2 separate regions of the Oryctolagus cuniculus genome follow, and region 1 is linked to region 2. The links are chromatin contacts, called in public Hi-C maps. All regions are on one chromosome and are shown on one strand. Each heading gives the region's core, a stretch centred on a gene start, on an enhancer-like site or on the middle of the called end of the contact. The rest is flanking DNA. Distances are from core to core; before and after follow the strand shown. Region 1 holds the start of RAB10 (RAB10, member RAS oncogene family). Region 2 overlaps RAB10 (RAB10, member RAS oncogene family).

Region 1 (5,718 bases), core at 3,162-5,661, 44 kb after region 2:
CTCATACTGTCAAAAAGAGTTACTGTCATATCAGCCACTGAAACCTGTTAATCCAAAATCCGCAACTCTCTTAAGCAATTCCTCTTCAATAAGATTTGAAAATCCAAGACCAGTTTTGCCCTAAAATCACTGTTAGCCAAACAGCCAATACTGTTAAGTAAAACCTGATCCCAATCTGCTTCAAGTACTGCTCAGAAAATAAAAGGGGAAAATATTAAAATAAACTAGTTCCAATGCCGTATCAAGAGGATCTTGACTGTGCTACCTATCTGCCTGCCTGCCTTTATTCATTATTTATCATGCACCAATTTAATGCAGGGACTCTTCTGGGTGCTTAGCACACACTATCAGGGAAAAAAAAAAGATCTCTGTCCTTGTGAAATGGATACTAAGTACTCCAGTGTCCTTGGATTCACATGAGATTGGATAAATGTGGAACATACCAGTAATCTGTTTTTGTTAACTCTGTCTGCAATAAATCTGACCAAAAATGTTATACATAATTTTTAGCATAGACGTGTGAAAATTTAAAGTATAGAGAAAAAGTTAAATGCAGTAGTCTTTGTGAGCACTGTTAAATAAGCATCACAAATCCTTAAAAAAATTTTTTTCAAGAATCGATAATGAAAACAATTGCACCTGAAATGATAGCCTGCATTATTTTGGCCACTCGGTCCTTCTACACAAATTTCAAATGTTTTAACAATCAAGCAACAAATCGTAAATTTTACAGTCATTTATGCTTAGAGAATGCTCTAGATTAAAACAAACCCTAGTCGGCTGACATTTTTAATGTCTTAAAAGTATTACACATTGAAAACTTTCTAACCTTCTGCACATTGCCAACTGGCTACTTTAGGTCATTTAGACATGGACTGTCCAATATGGTAGCCACTAGCACATGCGGCTATTGTGGACCTGAAGTACGCTTAATCTTAACCAAGATAAACTCTAAGTATAACTTACAAACAAGAGAAAAAGAATGTAAAATATCTTAATAATTTTTAAATCTTGTTACACAACAAAATAGCATTTTGGATATGAGTTTAAATATATTAAAACCTAACTTTTTTGGACGTGGTTATCAAAAAAAGTTAAATTATATATGTGACTCACATTATTTCTTTTGAACAGTATGGGTTTAAGACAATAGACTTCCAATCCTGTGCACAGAGCTAGTACACAAAGCTTACAGTATTCAACATCTTACATATAAAATATCAAAAACTTTTTTAATGTTTCTGTCCCTCTGTTCTTGGGTGGTCTTGTAAACACAAATATAATTCTGTGCTTGGATTTTATACTTTTTACTTATTAATCTTCACCTTTTATCTGAAAAGCAGGGGGAGATAAGGGGAATGGGAGAACGCACCCATGAGCCATCACCACCTGCTGCCTCCCAGGGTCTCCACTAGCAGGAAACTGAGCCAGGCCTGGAACCAGGCACCATGAAATGGACGTGAGCGTCCCAACCACTGGGCCAAATGCCACCCCGCAAACATTTTTACATTAAAATGCTGAAAATGTCAGAATCTAATGTGAAATTGTTTAGCAGAGCAACAACAAATTTCTGGGAGACCGGTGTGTGCAGGATGTTCCGTCTGTGAGGTAACACGTTCTGCCCCACTTCAGAAGCAGAAGGGCCACGTACTCCACACACAGTTTATATGCACTGTGCTCCTAGGAAGCGCCTGGCACCACGCAAAGTGACTGTCACTAACCCACAAATCCCTCACAACTACCCTACCTGCCAGATCTCATACCCAACACTATTTAAAGGGGGAAAAAAAAAAAAGAAAAACCCGGAGCAGAGAAAGGTTAAGTGACCTGCCAAAGTCACACAGACAGTAACCCAGCAGGCTTGATCCAACGTCCCCCACATTTTCCCAGTATAAGGACCACACAAAAAGAGCACGCCTTTACCTTTACAGGGCTGAGCTTTGGAATGGGTACACAGCCACAGAAAGACCGAAGCAGACCACGTTACTGCTTTTCTTCCTACCCTCCATCCCTCCCAAGGCAGGTTAAAGTTGGCCACAGGAATTAAATCCCCAACGACGGCAGGTCCGCTGTGTCCCCCTTTCCCGGCCCTCTGGTCCAATTCCTATCTGTCCCGTAGACTTCCTCTCAGATGCAGCCCCACTTTCACGCCCCACCGTGACTGTTCTCACTGCAATGTCCCTCAAGGGGTCTACTGTGTCCCCCAGTGTCAGAAACAGTGCCTAGCGATAGGTGCTCAATAAATATTTGCTCATCAGCCTAACCACCTGACCCACCCAGCAACAGCTAAAAGCGGAATATTAAAAGCACACTTGGTGCTAGGGGTGCTAACCCACAAAGCAGAGAACACAAGTTCTGAGTCTCACAAATGTATGAGAGAGAACATTATGACACTCAGAAAATAACGACTTTCCCCCAAAGAAGGTGAGTCAAATATCTATTTCAAATAATCCCTTGTCTAATTTAATTTCGCCACAGTTTGTTCTGTGAGAATGAAGTGAGTAGCCGATAAATACATGCCATAAGAAATCCAAACCAACGATTTCAGTAATGCTACAATTTGGCTGAAACCAACTTAATTTTGACACTTTGGTCCAACTCAATAAAGACTGCAGCTCTTTTTAAAGCAGTCCCAATACTAAACTAGTTGCATTGAACAGCAGGTTTCATTGCACTGCCCAGTGCTGAGCACTGGGCTCCAAGTGACAGAGGCAGCCGAGCAATCCGCCGTGTGTTGGGCAAGAGGCTGGGTTTCACGCACACTTACTACTTGAAAACAACTCGGGTTAGTGCCACGCAAAAGGGACTTTCTTAGCGCTTTTCCTTTCTTTTCCTAAACGGGAAACCTATTTCAAAGGTCAACCTATAGCTCTTACTTCCACACCAAGTAATTCTGAAACAGGGGGTGGGCTGCGACTGGCAGAATGGTTTCCTGTAAACCCAGCGTCGAGTACAACAGGAGGGCGAGTGTGTGTGTGTTTGTGTGTGTGTGTGTGTGGCTTCACGCCTTGGGGTCTGAGCACACGAGCCGAGCATCGCCCCCCGTCGCGGCCAGCACGCCAGGGTCCCACCCCAAGCACCACGAGTCTCCGACTGCCTGACACATCAATGGATTAGTCAACGCAGGCAACGCACTTTTCCCCTCTAATTTGCCTTAATTATTCCTCACACAAACCCTCAAGTTTACTCTAAGGACCATATGGAATCCTGTACAAACCCAGACCCCTTCCCAAAGAGCCAACACGGCTTCTCCCCCAACCACTCAGATGGGTCCCGAACGATATCCCACAGGCTGGGCAACGCCACACAAATAGGAAAAAGCCAGTCCAAGTCGCGGCCAGAGCCGTGGGTAAAAGGCTGCCTAATCCTAACAGCAGGCACTGGGCAGGGACCGGATGGAAAGCAAGGGAAGACCCCGCCCCAGCCAGCTCGAAGCCGATTCAAACAGCAACTTGGGGCTGGCGTCTGGGCTCGGAATCGCCGGAACAAAGGCGTATATCACGGGAAGCAAGATGTCTGGGGCGAAAAGAAACGGCTCGCAGCGGAGGGAGCGCGCCCCGTCCTCCCGCAGCTCTTACCTATGGTGGAAATAAAGGTGGTGTTGAAGGCATCATCCGAAAAGCGAAAAAGGACGCAGGTCTTGCCCACTCCCGAGTCCCCGATCAGGAGCAGCTTGAAAAGCAGGTCGTACGTCTTCTTCGCCATTGGGAGGAGCGGCTCGGGCTCTCGCCGCCGGCGGCCCCAAGGGATCGGTCCCGCTCACCACGGCCAACTCCTCTCCCGGGCGTTCTCAGGCCGGAGGACTGGGCAGGCGTGGGAAAGCCGCGGGCTGGCGAGGGCACGGGCGACCTACGAACGGCCTCGTCCGGGAAGCCCCGACGGTGGCGGCGTCCGGTGCCTCCGAGGGCGGCGACCGCGGCTCCGCAGCCTCTCCCAGCCGCTCCTCCCGGTTCCGGGGAGTCGGTCGGGACAAAATGGCCTCCCCTCCCCCCTCGGGGCTGCTCGGCCGGGACGCTCCCGCGGGCGGGCGAGAGAGCTCTGCCGTCGAGGGAGCGCTTGCGGGAGTAAGGGCGGTGTCTCTCCGGAGCGGCGACTCCCCGCAGGGACGCGGCGAGGGCGGCGAAGCAGGACCCCGAGCCGACGAGCCCAGCTACATAGCCCCAGGAAGCCGAGCCGCCCCGGCCAGAGCCACCTTTTCCCCGTGCCCTCTCACGCCGGCGTGCGCGCTGCCTGGGACGCACGCAAGGACGTACGCCCGCCCTTCCCTCGCGCCCTCGCCCTGCGGCCCGCCTCTGCGCACGCGCGCAGGAGGGCGTGGGCGCCTGCCGGGGCGGAGAGCCGAGGCCCCGGGTCCCCGAGCCTCGGACTGAGTCCGAACAGAGTTGGGGAGAGGGGAGGAGCGAGAGAGGGCGAGGCCGCGGGCGCGCTCCCTGCGGCCGCCTGATAGGGTGCGCGGCCGTGCGAGCACGCCCCGCGGCGGGCGGGGCTGGCTGGGGACTGCGCAGGCGCGGCGCGGCCGAGTCTCCCGTGGATGCCCCGCGCCCCCTCCTTCCCGGGGCCGCCCCGCGGACCGCGCCGCGCTCTGTGGGGCGTGTGGGGCCGTGGGTCTCGGCGCGGCGACCTGCCCGGGTGGCTGTCGGGCCCTGTGTAGTCCATACGTGCGAGCGAGGGGAGCACCCTCACGGTGTAAGGGGCTCTCGGCTCGGACGCGGTGCCTTCCTGGAGGCCCTCCCTCGCGGCCGCCGTGACGGGGAGAGCTCCGCCCCGGCTCCCTTAAGGAGCCAGAGGTGGCGTGGAGGAGAGGGGCCGTCTGAGATGCGGAGACTGGCCTCGCCGCTCGGGGCGCGCTGATGTAATCGGCCTTTCTGGGCGAGGAGGCGGGGGCCGAGGAACACCTGGGCGCGGGCGGCGGGGCGCCTGCTGCGGGCCTTTGCGGGCTCTGCCCGGCCGCAGGGGACGGCGGGGAAACGCGTCCGCTCCCCGCATTGGTGTTTGCACCCCCTCTTCCTTTCTTGCCGCCGGTAGCGGGTGCACTCGGGGTGCCCCTCAGTCCTCACGGCGGCCGAGCTGACAGGTTCGCCTACACCTGACAGCGTAGAAAACCGGGGACGCGCGGACCGCAGGAAACGCGGCCTGGGAGAGCAGCAGCGCCGACATTTTTCCTCGGTCTCAGCATCGCCGAGGCGCTGGTGCCTCCGACATGGACCTAAAGGGCGTCTTTCAGGCAGTCCCGGTCATCCTGCTTCGGTCTCCCGTTCCTGAAAGTCGTGTGTCACCTGCTGTCCTCCCAGCGGCCCTAAGGCCGGGTCCCTGAAGATGCTGGTCTGCTTCGCTTGGGTTATTTGCTAGCGCTTCTTTGTCTTCTGGCTTTTACACGCTCGGAATGATTCTTCCTCCAACTGGCACGGTCTTGGGCTAAGACCAACAATTCTAAAATAGGCTAGCTATGCAAATCAGCGAGCCGCGTGCGGCCAGTGCCTCACACCCTGTCATCTCTCAGACGCAGGACGTGGAACCTGGGAAGATCTTCAGTGTTAGCTTGATTGTTCCTATTGAAACAGGCTCGATTGTAAAGCATCTTAAAAGTGTCATGTTTCTTTTAAATGTTTATTTACTTGGTTGAGAGCGCTGCTCCCATCCTAGCTGTCCATTCCCCCCAAACACCTGCAGCAAAGCCAAACTGGGAACTAAATCCGTGTCTCCCAGACGGTGGCGGGG
Region 2 (6,034 bases), core at 2,033-4,532:
TCACAACATCAATCTCACAGGTACATGCTAAGCAAAAGAAGCTGGACATGATAAATGTATGAAATTCTACAACAGGCAAAACTAATCTACAGTGAAAAAGTCAGAAAAGGAGTACAGAGGTAAGAGGCGCTGACTGGGGACAGAGTTAGAGGGAAATGCTCCTTATGTCAACAGCAGTGTATATAGGTCAAACTCAAAGCAGCACACCAGATTTGTGTATTTAACTGCATATCACTTCTTAAATAAAAACAGGTTAAGGAATCAATAGGAAATAAATAAGCCTTCCCAAAATTTTGTTCTTAGGACACTACTTCCAAAAGATGTGCCACATAAAACAAAAGGTCCAACTGTCAACAAGTTTGGGGAATATTTAATCATATTTCTACCTCTAATATGTAACACAGCAATATAAAAGTATTAATGATCTATTGCTTAAACTTCATTCAACCCAAAATAAGCTTGCTTTTGAGCTTACTTCCCCAAAACATGCAGATTTCATTTATTTGTCTGGTTCTTGTTTACTCCCCCTCCAAAGGTTGATCTATTAATTTGAACGACAGAGTTACAAAAAGGCAGAGACAGAGACAGAGAGGTCTTCCATCTGCTGATTCACTCCCCAGATGTCTGCAATGGCCAGAGCTGTGCCGATCCAAAACCAGGAGCCAGGAGCTTCTTCCAAATCTCCCATGTGGGTGCAGGGGCCCAAATCCTTGGGCCCTCTTCTACTGCTTTCCCATCCCATAGCAGACAGCTAGATCGGAAGTGGAGCAGCCAGGACTCAAACTGGCACCTATATTAGATGCTGGCACTGCAGGCAGCGGCCTTGCCCACTTTGCCACAGTGCCACCCCCATCTAGTTTACTTCTAAATTACCATAGTAAATCAGAAGTAATCTTATGAGATAAAAAACATCACTCTTAAAACTGACAGTAACAATTTTTGATGAGAAAACTAAAAAACTAGGAGCAGGCTTTGTGGCACAGCAGTTTAAGTCACAGTTCAAGTCTGAGCTATTCTACTTCCTGCTGGTACACCTGGGAAACATCAGGTCACAGCACAGGTGCTCAAGTTCCTGCCACCTACATGGGAGACCCAGGTGGACTTCCTGGTTCCTGACTTCAGCTTGGCCCAACTGTAGCTAGCTCTCAAGTCTATCCTCCCATTGCAAGATCTAATTTCTGAACTAGCAAAAAGAGCTAAAGGGCCAGCGCTGTGGCACGTGCAGTGCCGGCATCATATATGTGCGCCAGTTCGAGACCCGGCTGCTCCACTTCCTATCCAGTTCCCTGCTGTGGCTTGGGAAAGCAGCAGAAGATGGTCCAAGTACTTGGGCCCCTGCACCCATGTGAGAGATCCAGAAGAAACTCCTGGCTCCTAGCTTCAGATCAGCCCAGCTCCAGCTGTAGAAGTCATCTGGGGAGTGAACCAGTGGATGGAAGCTCTCTCTCTCTCTGCTTCTGCCAAATAAATAAATAAATAAATGGAAGGAAGGAAGGAAGGCAGGCAGGCAGGCAGGCAGGCAAGCAAGCAAGCCCGCCCTCTACAACCCTTTGTAAAAAATCCAGGAAATTTAACCCAAAGAAACTTGAGGCTTAGAAGGCTAATCCCAGTGATAAAGTCAACAATGTGTAACTTCAAATTCTAAGAGCCTGATCCCTAAAACCAATAAGCATTACACCAATGGGTGTAGCTGTACATCCATTAAAGCTCAACAGTTCAATAATAGACAACATGGAGTGAATGAAAGTTAACAGAAGTACAGTTCCCCCAAACCAAGATTACCAACATCAACAGTATCTAAGCAGGGCCGGGTGTGTTTGGTCCAGCAGTCAAGATGCCTGTTAGGAACCCAGTGTCTGTCTGTCTGTCTCTCTCTAACTCTTTCAAATGAATGAAGAAATCAAAAATAAATAAATAAAATATACATGAAACAACTCTGACTTCTACAAGGAGGCATGAGGTGTCATTAAGTTTGCTTAGCTGGTTTTAATTAAGCCTCACCCACACAGTCTAAGAAAATGACTCAGCAACACTCAGCCCATGTTAACTGGAGTTAAGCGATTAACACAATTAAAGTTAAACACATGTTTCTTAAACATGCCCAATTTACAGATAAAGAAAGAGGCTCAAAGGTTAAATGACTTGCTCAAGCTCAAAAAGCAAATTAACCATGATTAGGACACTGTCTTGTGGCTCAACATTTTGTCTAATGCATGTGGCACTGAAAGATTTTTCCAAAAAACAAAAGCTCATTGTCACAGTCACTGATGGACATTTTCATATATATTTTTTCATGATCCTCACAGATTAAATTATTCAATATACAAATAAGCTACATCTTCGATAAGGCTGTAACTGGAAAATTAACTCAAAACCATCCTGCCTGGGCTAGTCATCTTTTTTAAAAAGTCGAATCTAATCAGGCCACACCTCCGCTCAAGTCCTCAACTGAATTCAATCCCACAGAATGGATGCCAAGTTATACATGATCCAGCCCATACCAACCTCTTCTAACATCTATTTCTGGGGCCAGTGCAGTGACGGAGCAGGTAAAGCTGCAACCTGAGGTGCCGGCATCCCATATGGGCACCAGCTGCTCCACTTTCAATCTGTTCTCTGCCAATGTGCCTGAGAAAGCAGCAGAGGATGGCCCAAGTTCTTGGGCCCCTGCACCCACGTGGGAGACCTGGAAGAAGCTCCTGGCTCTTCGTTTCGGACTGGCCCTGCTCCGGCCATTGTGGCCATCTGGGGAGTGAACCAGCAGATGGAAGATCTCTCTGCCTCTGCCTCATCTTCTCTATAACTTTCAAATAAGTAAATAAATAGATAAAAAAGCAGATCCTTTTTTAAAAAATCTACTTCTTTTGCTCCCTGCCCTCCAGTCACACCTGTAACACCCATCGTCATCTCCCTGAGCTCCACAAGCTTCTTTACTAAGGACAGCTGCTCCTCTCCCTCCCTCCCTCCCTCCCTCCCTCCCTCCCTCCCTCCCTTCTCTTATCTAACCTCTAACACCTCAGGCAGCAGCATGCCTGTCAATTCCTCAGGACAGCATGCGCTGAGCGCCAACCTCCCTACTACCCGAAATAGATTAAAAAAATAATTTCAGTGTATTCTATTTTTACAATGTATTTTTTTCTTACAGCAATTACCAAACTAAAGAATTATTTGGTTTGGTGTTTCTTTCTGCTTGATGAATTAAGCTGCTGCAAGTACAGTGACCGTAAAGTCTGGCCACGGCATTCATTGATGACGTTTCCCAACATCCTGTCCAAGTCCACAGTCACATTAAGTGTGGAGACTTCGCTACACAGCTGAACTCGGACTCCCAGCTTCTGCCAAGTCTTAACCAGTAATCCTGGGAGACTCATGCAGACTCAACAGCTACAACTTGTTCATAACGGCTCAATCTTTAAAAAGACTAGTATCAAGGCTTCTGCTTCTTTTCTCAATTATTCCTAAATGCCTAATACCGACATTTTCAAAAACAGTAGAAGATAGTTAACTCCTCTGGTCTTGAGAGACACTGACAGATTATCTGAGGTTGTGGCCCTTACCAATCATCGGCACAATGGTTAATGCTCAGACAAGAAGCCATCAGGCAAGTATTAGTGGGATTCATGGAAATTATATATACCTGTGGCATGTGTATGTGCAATCCTTTCACAGTGTATACAGAGATAAGAACTTTTGCTACAATGACCTTATCACTTATACAGTCTCTCTTGGATTCTACTCTACATTTTGCTAATCTACTTCCATAAACTCCCATTTTCTGGCTCTCTTGGCTCCTCTCCTCTCTCTCTCTCTCTCTCTCTCTCTCTCTCTCTCTCTCTCTCTCTTATACTCTCCTCTCTCTTTTCCTTCTTGTCCCTTCCCTCTAGCCTGCGGGGTTTCCCCAATAAATCCTTTCCCTTAAAAAAAAAAAAAAAACTCCAATTTTCTAAAAGTTTATTTGAAAGGAAGAGCAACAGAGAGAGACAGACAGAGATATCTCCCATCTGCTGGTTCACTTCTCAAATGCCCCCAAACAGTTAGGGCTAGGGATAGACCAAGCCAAAGTTAGGAGAAGGAACTCCATTTGAATCTCCCACATGGGACACAAGTACTTGAACCATCACCTGCTGCCTTGCAGGGTACACGTAAGCAGGATGCTGGATTGAAAGCAGAGAGACTCAATCCTAGGCACTCAGATTTGGAACGCGGGCACCCCAAGCGGCAGCCTACCCACTCTGCTGGAACGCCCATGTTCACTACTGTGTTAATGATTTGGTATACATATTTTCATGTTCTTTTCCACACATAAGAAAGGAAGGCTGATGCTGTGGCGTAATTAGGTTAATCATTCACCTGCAGCACCGGCATCCCACATGGGTACCGGTCAAATCCTGGCTGCTCCACTTCTGATCCAGCTCTCTGCTGTGGCCTGGGAAAACAGCAGAAGATGGCCCAAATCCTTGGGCCCCTGCATCCACATGGGACACCAGGAAGAAGCTCCTGGCTTCAGATCGGCTCAGCTCCATTGTAGCCATTTGGAGAGTGAACCAGCAGATGGAAGACTTCTCTCTATTTCGCTGCCTCTGCCTCTCTGTAACTCTTTCAAATAAAAATAAATTTTAAAATCTTAAAAGTATAGATAGCATACTTTTTAAGCATGAAGAATTCTTTAAACCTTAAGTCAATGTTTCTTCTACTTCAAAACTCCCAAAGACATCTTAGAAAATGCAAACTCCTTGACAAGACTTTCAAAGCCCTTCTATAACCTCACCCAAATTTACTCCCTGCCACACCTCCCATTCTAGCACCTTGTACTGGCTGCAGTCTCCACACACACCACATACCAATGACTACATTCTTACAGTTTCCTCTAAATGAATGAAGAATCCTCTAACAATCGCCCTGCACCTTAACTATCCTGTGTTAAGGCTCAGCTTACACAAAATCTCCTCTATAAAGCTTACACTCCCAACCAGGGCTCCTGGTCTCTCTCGTGCACTTTTTTTTTTCAAAGGTCTATTTATTTTTTTGAAAGTCTGAGTTACACAGAGAGAGGGAGAGACACAGCAAGAGATCTTCTATACCCTGGTTTGCTACCCAAGTGGCCTCAACAGCCAGAGCTGGGACAGGCCAAAGCCAGGAGCTTCCTCAAGGTCTCTCACATGGGTAGTAGGGGCCCAAGCACTTGGGCCATCTTCTGCTGCTTTTCCCAGGCCATTAGCAGGGAGCTGGATAGAACGCAGAGCAGCCAGGACTCAAACAGGCACCTATATGATGCCAGCATTACATGCAGTAGCTTAACCTATTACACAAAACACCAGCCCCAGTTATCTCTTTCTCTAAGATTTATTTATTTCTCTATTTCTGTGAATAGTAGAGTGACACAAAGAAAGACACAGAGACCTGTTCACTGGCTACAATAGCTGGGGATAGGCCAGGCTGAAACCAGGAGCCAAAACTCCATCAGGGTCCCCATGTGGGTGGTAGGGGCCAAAGTACTTGGGCTATCATGCACTGCTTTCCCAGGCACATTAGCAAGGAGCTGGATCAGAAGCAGATTCAACCAGCACTCCAATGTGGGATGCATGTGTCCCAAGCAGCAGCTTAACAAGCTGTGCCACAATGCCAGGTAGCCACTACGTAGTTTTATTATTATTCACACATTTTTTTTTTTTTTTTGGACAGGCAGAGTGGACAGTGAGAGAGAGAGACAGAAAGGTCTTTACCGTTGGTTCACCCTCTAATGGCCGCCACGACTGGCACGCTGCGGCTGGCGCACTGCACTGATCCGATGGCAAGAGCCAGGTACTTATCCTGGTCTCCCATGGGGTGCAGGGCCCAAGGACTTGGTTCATCCTCCACTGCACTCTCTGGCCACAGCAGAGAGCTGGCTTGGAAGAGGGGCAACCGGGACAGAATCCGTCGCCAGCCTCACACATTTTATTAACAGTCGTTTAGGTGACTGGATCATTCAATTGTAGAGTGTTTAAAAGAAAATCTTTCAGCCGGCGCCACGGCTCACTAGGCTAATCCTCCG

The links. Hi-C and Micro-C count contacts between places; a contact is called where the count stands out from the background.
Region 1: a contact with region 2 is called in a Hi-C map of an unstated tissue, with 1.5 times the contacts expected there. The contact joins the promoter of RAB10 here to the enhancer-like site in region 2. A contact is called at or near these places in 2 of 6 Hi-C or Micro-C datasets (ear pinna and an unstated tissue).

Annotation. Positions count from the first base shown.
Region 1 is chr2:176,753,058-176,758,775 of mOryCun1.1, forward strand. RAB10 (RAB10, member RAS oncogene family) reads right to left here and starts at 4,412. Exons shown (of 6, transcript XM_002709976.5): 1 at 3,579-4,412. The coding sequence starts at 3,705.
Region 2 is chr2:176,709,754-176,715,787 of mOryCun1.1, forward strand. All of the region lies in intron 1 of RAB10 (RAB10, member RAS oncogene family), which reads right to left. Among named protein-coding and RNA genes, the nearest start is that of RAB10, 45 kb to the right of the region's middle. Within about 2 kb of position 3,283, at least 1 of the 8 cell types and tissues checked has an H3K27ac peak or open chromatin away from gene starts, as enhancers often do.